2 separate regions of the Triticum aestivum genome follow, and region 2 is linked to region 1. The links are chromatin contacts, called in public Hi-C maps. All regions are on one chromosome and are shown on one strand. The core of a region is the stretch at or near the end of the contact, and the rest is flanking DNA. Distances in the headings are between cores, read along the strand shown.

Region 1 (2,817 bases), core at 93-2,592:
TGCGGTACGGTACCGAACTGGCAAGGTAGATCAGCAAGAGGCGCGCCGACGCCATCAGTTCCCGGATCACGGCAGGGCGCAGTGTCAATGGCGGGCAAGAGGCTTGACAGAAGAGCACGGGCAGATAGAAGAGCACGGCAGATGGCGGAGGCGCCTGCTGTGGCCTGTGGGTGGCGAGCACGAGATAGAAGAAAAGCGATTATAGCTAGTGCCTGGCAGTGGCAGGTCGTCGAGCAACCGCGGGAGGAGCTGCGGTCCCTGCACGGCAGGGCTCATCCTATAGCAGTCGTGGTGCCGCTGGAGCGAGTTGCACCACGTAGTCTCACAGCCCGAGCAGCGAACACCACCTGCGAGACACTGACAGGGGACCCAACGCGGCGACGCTGGCCAGGGATGTCATATTCTTCGACTTTGACGAAAGGCACTTGAGGGTGCCTCTCGGACGTCAGTGGATTGAACGACCCGGCGCTGTGAGCGGCGACAACGTAGCAGCCGGCACCCTCCCGACTCCCGAGTGACCAACAACGGCAGCTTTTCTTTCATGGAGCGATAGGGAACTGGAGGGCCTCTGCGGCTTGGCGTGCATGAGGCCGCACGCGCGCGACTCATAGCCGGGTTGGATGGGCTCTAGGCGCCGGCATGTTAGGCAAGCTCGAGCCCAAGAACATGGATGGCTCAGCCTCGACATCCACACGGGACCTCCCAGTGCTTCTTGCAGTCCAGGCAACTCGTCGGCGAGAGCGGCATGAAGCCGGTGGCGCCCTCCATCTCCGGGCGGCAGCTATAGACAGACTCAGTCAGTCCCAGACTGGCAGGGGGTCGAGGGCGAAGTAGCTCCTACAGGCATCGCTCGCGTCGCTGCCATGCAAATGAGAACGGTGGCATGAAGATGGCCGGGGCGGCTAGGTGTAGGGATGTCGAGGACGTGGTTATGGGGGTGCAGCGAGGGACATGGAGGCTCAACGTATTTATATGTAGGCAATCACTCAAGAAAAAATCGAGAAAGCTCAGGGATGAACTGCATGCAAACATGTTCCTAAATATTTGTCTTTCTAGAGATTTCAACAAATGACTACATACAGAGCAAAATGAATGAATCTACACTCTAAAATATGTCTACATACATTTGTATGTTATAGTTCATTTGAAATGCCTAGAAAGACAAATATTTCGAAACGGAGGGAGTAGCAGTCACATCGTGTCAATCCCATGCATGTAAATCAGGAGGGCCCATCCAACACGCGTGCATGGAGTGTCAATTCGAGAAGGATCCACACAACCCACGCGAACCAGCACATGGCATCCAAGACCACGCGGCTACAGAACGGCAAGAAATCAGCCATCGTACAACGGGACAAATCTATGTAGGCAAATCAAGTACGGAGCCATGCAGCCCACATGTAGCGGCCGTAGCACAAATCCTTCCAAATAGCTAGGGGACAAAACTGCACAACCCAAACAAACACAAGGCCAGCCCACATGCGGAACAAAAAGAATGTCCTCAAATTAGAATCCAAATTGCTAGGTTCACACGCGAAGGCAGATAACAAGTTAAGAAAATTTTCACCGAATGCCTACAGTCACTAGAGAAATGTACACCCTGGGAGCCCCCAAAAATACACGTGTCCATGCCCTACTTATTCTCACGTTGCTATCCACCAAGTGGTGAAACCTGGGAGCGTAAACTTCCCGAGATATAGTGGTTTTGGTATAGGGTGTATGGTCATTTGTTCAATTCTTGAGATTTTATATTTGTATATGGGAAGCTCATCAGTTCCTTTTAAATATTGATATGTTCTTTCACTGAACTGCAATGGTTGTCAGCTATTAGTTCATGAACTCAGGTCAGATTTTTGACAATCATGGGTGTAGAAAACAAACCAAGTGACCAAATATTAGGCGAGGACTGGATAAATTGGCAGTGATCCAAACAGGTGCCAGGCTGTCAAAAATTGGTAAGGAAAGCAAACAAGCCCTCGGATCTCCGCCCTTGGTGCTTTTATAGGGCTACAACTACTCCCTATGTTTCAAAACAAGTGTCGTGGTCTTGGTTCAAATTTTAGATATAAGGTTCCAACATGGTAGCTCATTATAATGATCTGAACAGGTTTTGTACAATTTTACAAATCAACAGCCTTTGTTTAAATTCAACCAATGAGATGTGGCAGCTTAAAAGTACAAAACAATGAACTCCACACTTGAATTACTTGACAGAAACCTTCTACTAAGGGGCCTGCTATGCTATGGAGCTGTTGAGATGCTCAATCAGAACCTGAAAATGAACACAAACTAGTGTATCAGAGGCAAGCCAGCCAGGTTGATGCGCCTTCAGCTGACTGGGTGCCCAAACCCTCCCTAGACACAAGCAAAATGACCAGATGAGAACGTTTATCCTCTCTTAAGACTGTAAAATCATGCTTGATGTGTTTACTACCTTTGCCCCTCTGTCCTCTTGCTTCTCTAGCTTCAGAAAGTTGGAGCGGTCAATGATCGTCATCTGCAGTCACAAACTGTTCCGCATAGGAAAACCCCTCTTTATACAAGAGAAGAAACCAAACTGTTCAATGATTGTCATCTGCAGTCACAAAAGCATTCACCATAAACGAATATGTCAGTGCCATATAGCAATAACATACAAAAAATATATAGAGTTTGTACCTAATCGACAACTTGAGTATTTGGTGTGCTGCCATTCTCAACAGAAGTTGGATCCAGTCGAGCCGAAATGGCCACCTGTAGGTTTTCACCCGAGGGCCCGCCTGATTGCACGGCATTATTTATCGGCATGACACTGCAATTGAAAAAAATGGAAACTAA
Region 2 (2,700 bases), core at 125-2,624, 240 kb after region 1:
ACTCTGCCCATGCTTTTTCCCATCGCCTGCCCGGCCAGAAAGAAACGTGTGTGTTCCATAATGGTATCCACAATTGCCCAAACTCAAAGCGAGTTAAATTTTTGTAGGTGTGCCTTTGCCATGTTATTCTTTTAGCTGCAGTCGGATCTCACCGCACTCGCTGGTGCCTCCCTCCACTGTCTTGTGAATTATTACGCATGCAGCTTTCGTTGATTGATTATTACTACGGCCTAATCACGGTGGTTACATAAATGGAAAATTGAGGTGTTCTCATGCATGTGCCATATTCTTTCTTTCGTATTCTCAAAAAAAAAAAGTTCTTTCTCTCGTCAAAGCTTATCGCCTCGTGTATCTTTGAAAAACCATTTTTCCACAAGTCATTGCTCGTGGATTTGAACATCTTCACCCTGGAACCTGGGTGCACACGCACGGGAACATGTGATTCCGTTAGATTCAGTCGTCGTCATAAAAGGGAGACTATCCGTCGCTCGTCGTTTCAGCTACTAATAATAATCGGTCATGACCACAATTACGAGGTACACTCAACTACATAGCCGGTGCAACAGCCACGACAAGCTTTGGTTGCTAACTAACAGATCCGGTCAAATGTAGCGTAGCGTCATAATTGAGCACCGATCCGGCGCCCGTGAGCATCACTTTAATACTAATACTAAACCGGTCTATTCTTGTTGATAAAATATCTTTGAACAGCAATCCTTGAAAGATACATATGCTAAAAGGGGCCATTGCGTCCCCGGAATCTCTCTCTCTCTCTCTGGCTTGGACCAAAAGGCCGGTCACTCGAGCGGCGTGACGCTCACTCACACGAGACGCACAGAGGCAGCTCACGCAGATCCCGCCTGCATCTGCATAGCATAGCAGTGTCTCTCAGCCTGCCTTGTTGCAATCTTGCTTTCGGAAAACGCCATGTTTGACCGGAGCGAGGACCGAGCTATAGTACTCGTACGACACTGCAGGCAGCAAGCAAGCAACAGGTAAACAAAGCAAGCAAGCAGTACTAGTCCAGTCGGTCCAATTGGACAGGCAGAGGAAAGCGGCAGCACCCAGACCCAGGGATAAACCCAGGGCTAAAAATAAGATAAAGACACGCAAGTATAGCTGCTGATTGATGGCTCCCTTTGACCAAACAAAGACCGGACCTGAGGCGCCCAGCACGAAATCGAAAGCTTCAAAGCAACCCACAAAGAAAGAAAGATATAGAGTAGAAAAAAAAGGTACCCTAACAGTACCGCCATTAAGGGCCCCTTGAAACAGTTCAGTTCGCGGAGAAGAATACGGAGGACCAGTATCGTAGTACCACTAGTCGTGGTAAAAAAATAAAAATACTAATAATAAAGGAACCGCTCGCGCCTCGGCCTCGGCCTCGGCTCGGCGGAAAAACAATTCCCCATTCCTCTCCACTCTCCGCCTCCCCTCCCCTCCCCCCTCTCAGTGGCAGACGCTCTCCTAGTGCTGTGGGTGTGTGGGGGCGCTACAGCTAGGGTTCCGCTCCGCGAATCCGTCGCCGTGGTGCTGCCTGCCGGGATCTGCTGCTGCTGCTGCTTCGGGGCTCGGCGGCGGCTGATCCGGCGGGCGCGGGATGAAGTCGTCGCTGCGGAAGCTGCGCGGGTTCGCGCTGCAGCGCCACGAGCAGCGGGTGGACCGCCACCGCGACCACTCCACCGCCGCCAAGGCCGCGGACGAGCTCCTCGCCGCCGCCCAGGTGCGTGCGCCTTCCGCTGCCCGTCCCCTTTCGTTTCGCTTCTGCGTGGAGTGTGCGTGCGTGCGAGCGGCGCGTGGGGGCGGACGGTGCGGGGGAAGATCTCGCGACGGCAGGAGCGGCTGCGCGCCTGGTTCTGCGTTGCAGGGCGCGTCCGCGGGCTCCTGAAGCTGTTTAGCGCGTTCGGGTGTCCGGGCGGTTGCTTCGCGGTGCGTCTGTCGGGGTAGTAGGCGTGGTGTGGCGCCATGGACTGCCCCTCTAGTGCCATGTGAATTGCCTCGGGATTTTCGCTTCCTGGTGAACTGCCATGGGATGCCACCGTTCGGATCTGCGCTACAGTTCAGTGGGAACGGTTCTGGGAGACTGTCGAAGCGTTGGTCGAACGATACTGACTGACGAGTCCGGTGTTGTTTTCTAGTCCAGTCCTAGTGTGGAATGCGTGAATTGGTTGGTTACTGGGTCGGAATCTGTTGTGAGTTCTAGATCATCGCATGCTCTCATTTGCTTTGTCGTCAACAACGTTTAATTGTAGCGTATTGAGATTTTCCTTTGGTCCGCTGTCGGTGTGGTAATTTGGGCTTGTTCCAACTGAATTTTAGTGCTTCATACGGAGGGGTGATGTGCGGTTGGGTTTTGGCGCCTCTTGTTTGGTTGATAAGCAAACCTTTGCTTACTTTGTTCAAGCATATGTGAATTCAATTGAGTGACTATATGTGCAGTATTACCCTTGAGTTAGAAAAAAAAACTAGCATCTGAGAACTTAGCTGCTCTAGTCTGGTGGCTAACAGGCCCTCATGATTAAGGCCCATGATTAAACTAGGGTTGTCGTTTTATATCATTTGGTTGTCAAAAATCCTGTTGGCTATGAGAAGAGACTTCCCCATTCCCAAGTGTCGTTCTTTTCAAAATGAAACTGCCGACTATTCTGAATAATGAAAACAGTGGATTGTATTTGGCCAAATTTACCAGCAGTAAAACCT

Evidence for each region. Hi-C and Micro-C count contacts between places; a contact is called where the count stands out from the background.
Region 2: a contact with region 1 is called in a Hi-C map of leaf, with 6 times the contacts expected there. The contact joins the promoter of LOC123122108 here to the enhancer-like site in region 1. A contact is called at or near these places in 1 of 5 Hi-C or Micro-C datasets (leaf) and 1 of 1 datasets of contacts at active chromatin or transcription factors (leaf).

Annotation. Positions count from the first base shown.
Region 1 is chr5D:399,225,454-399,228,270 of IWGSC CS RefSeq v2.1, forward strand. It overlaps LOC123122106, which reads right to left. Exons shown (of 15, transcript XM_044542244.1): 13 at 2,659-2,791; 14 at 2,435-2,575; 15 at 2,043-2,272. The coding sequence ends at 2,659. Among protein-coding and RNA genes, the nearest start is that of LOC123122106, 8.1 kb to the right of the region's middle. Within about 2 kb of position 1,343, at least 4 of the 8 cell types and tissues checked have an H3K27ac peak or open chromatin away from gene starts, as enhancers often do. A contact at or near this core is called in leaf, where this site is marked.
Region 2 is chr5D:399,464,707-399,467,406 of IWGSC CS RefSeq v2.1, forward strand. It overlaps LOC123122108, which reads left to right and starts at 1,375. Exons shown (of 10, transcript XM_044542246.1): 1 at 1,375-1,723. The coding sequence starts at 1,601. It overlaps LOC123122107 (pyruvate dehydrogenase E1 component subunit beta-2, mitochondrial), which reads left to right. Exons shown (of 14, transcript XM_044542245.1): 14 at 1-277.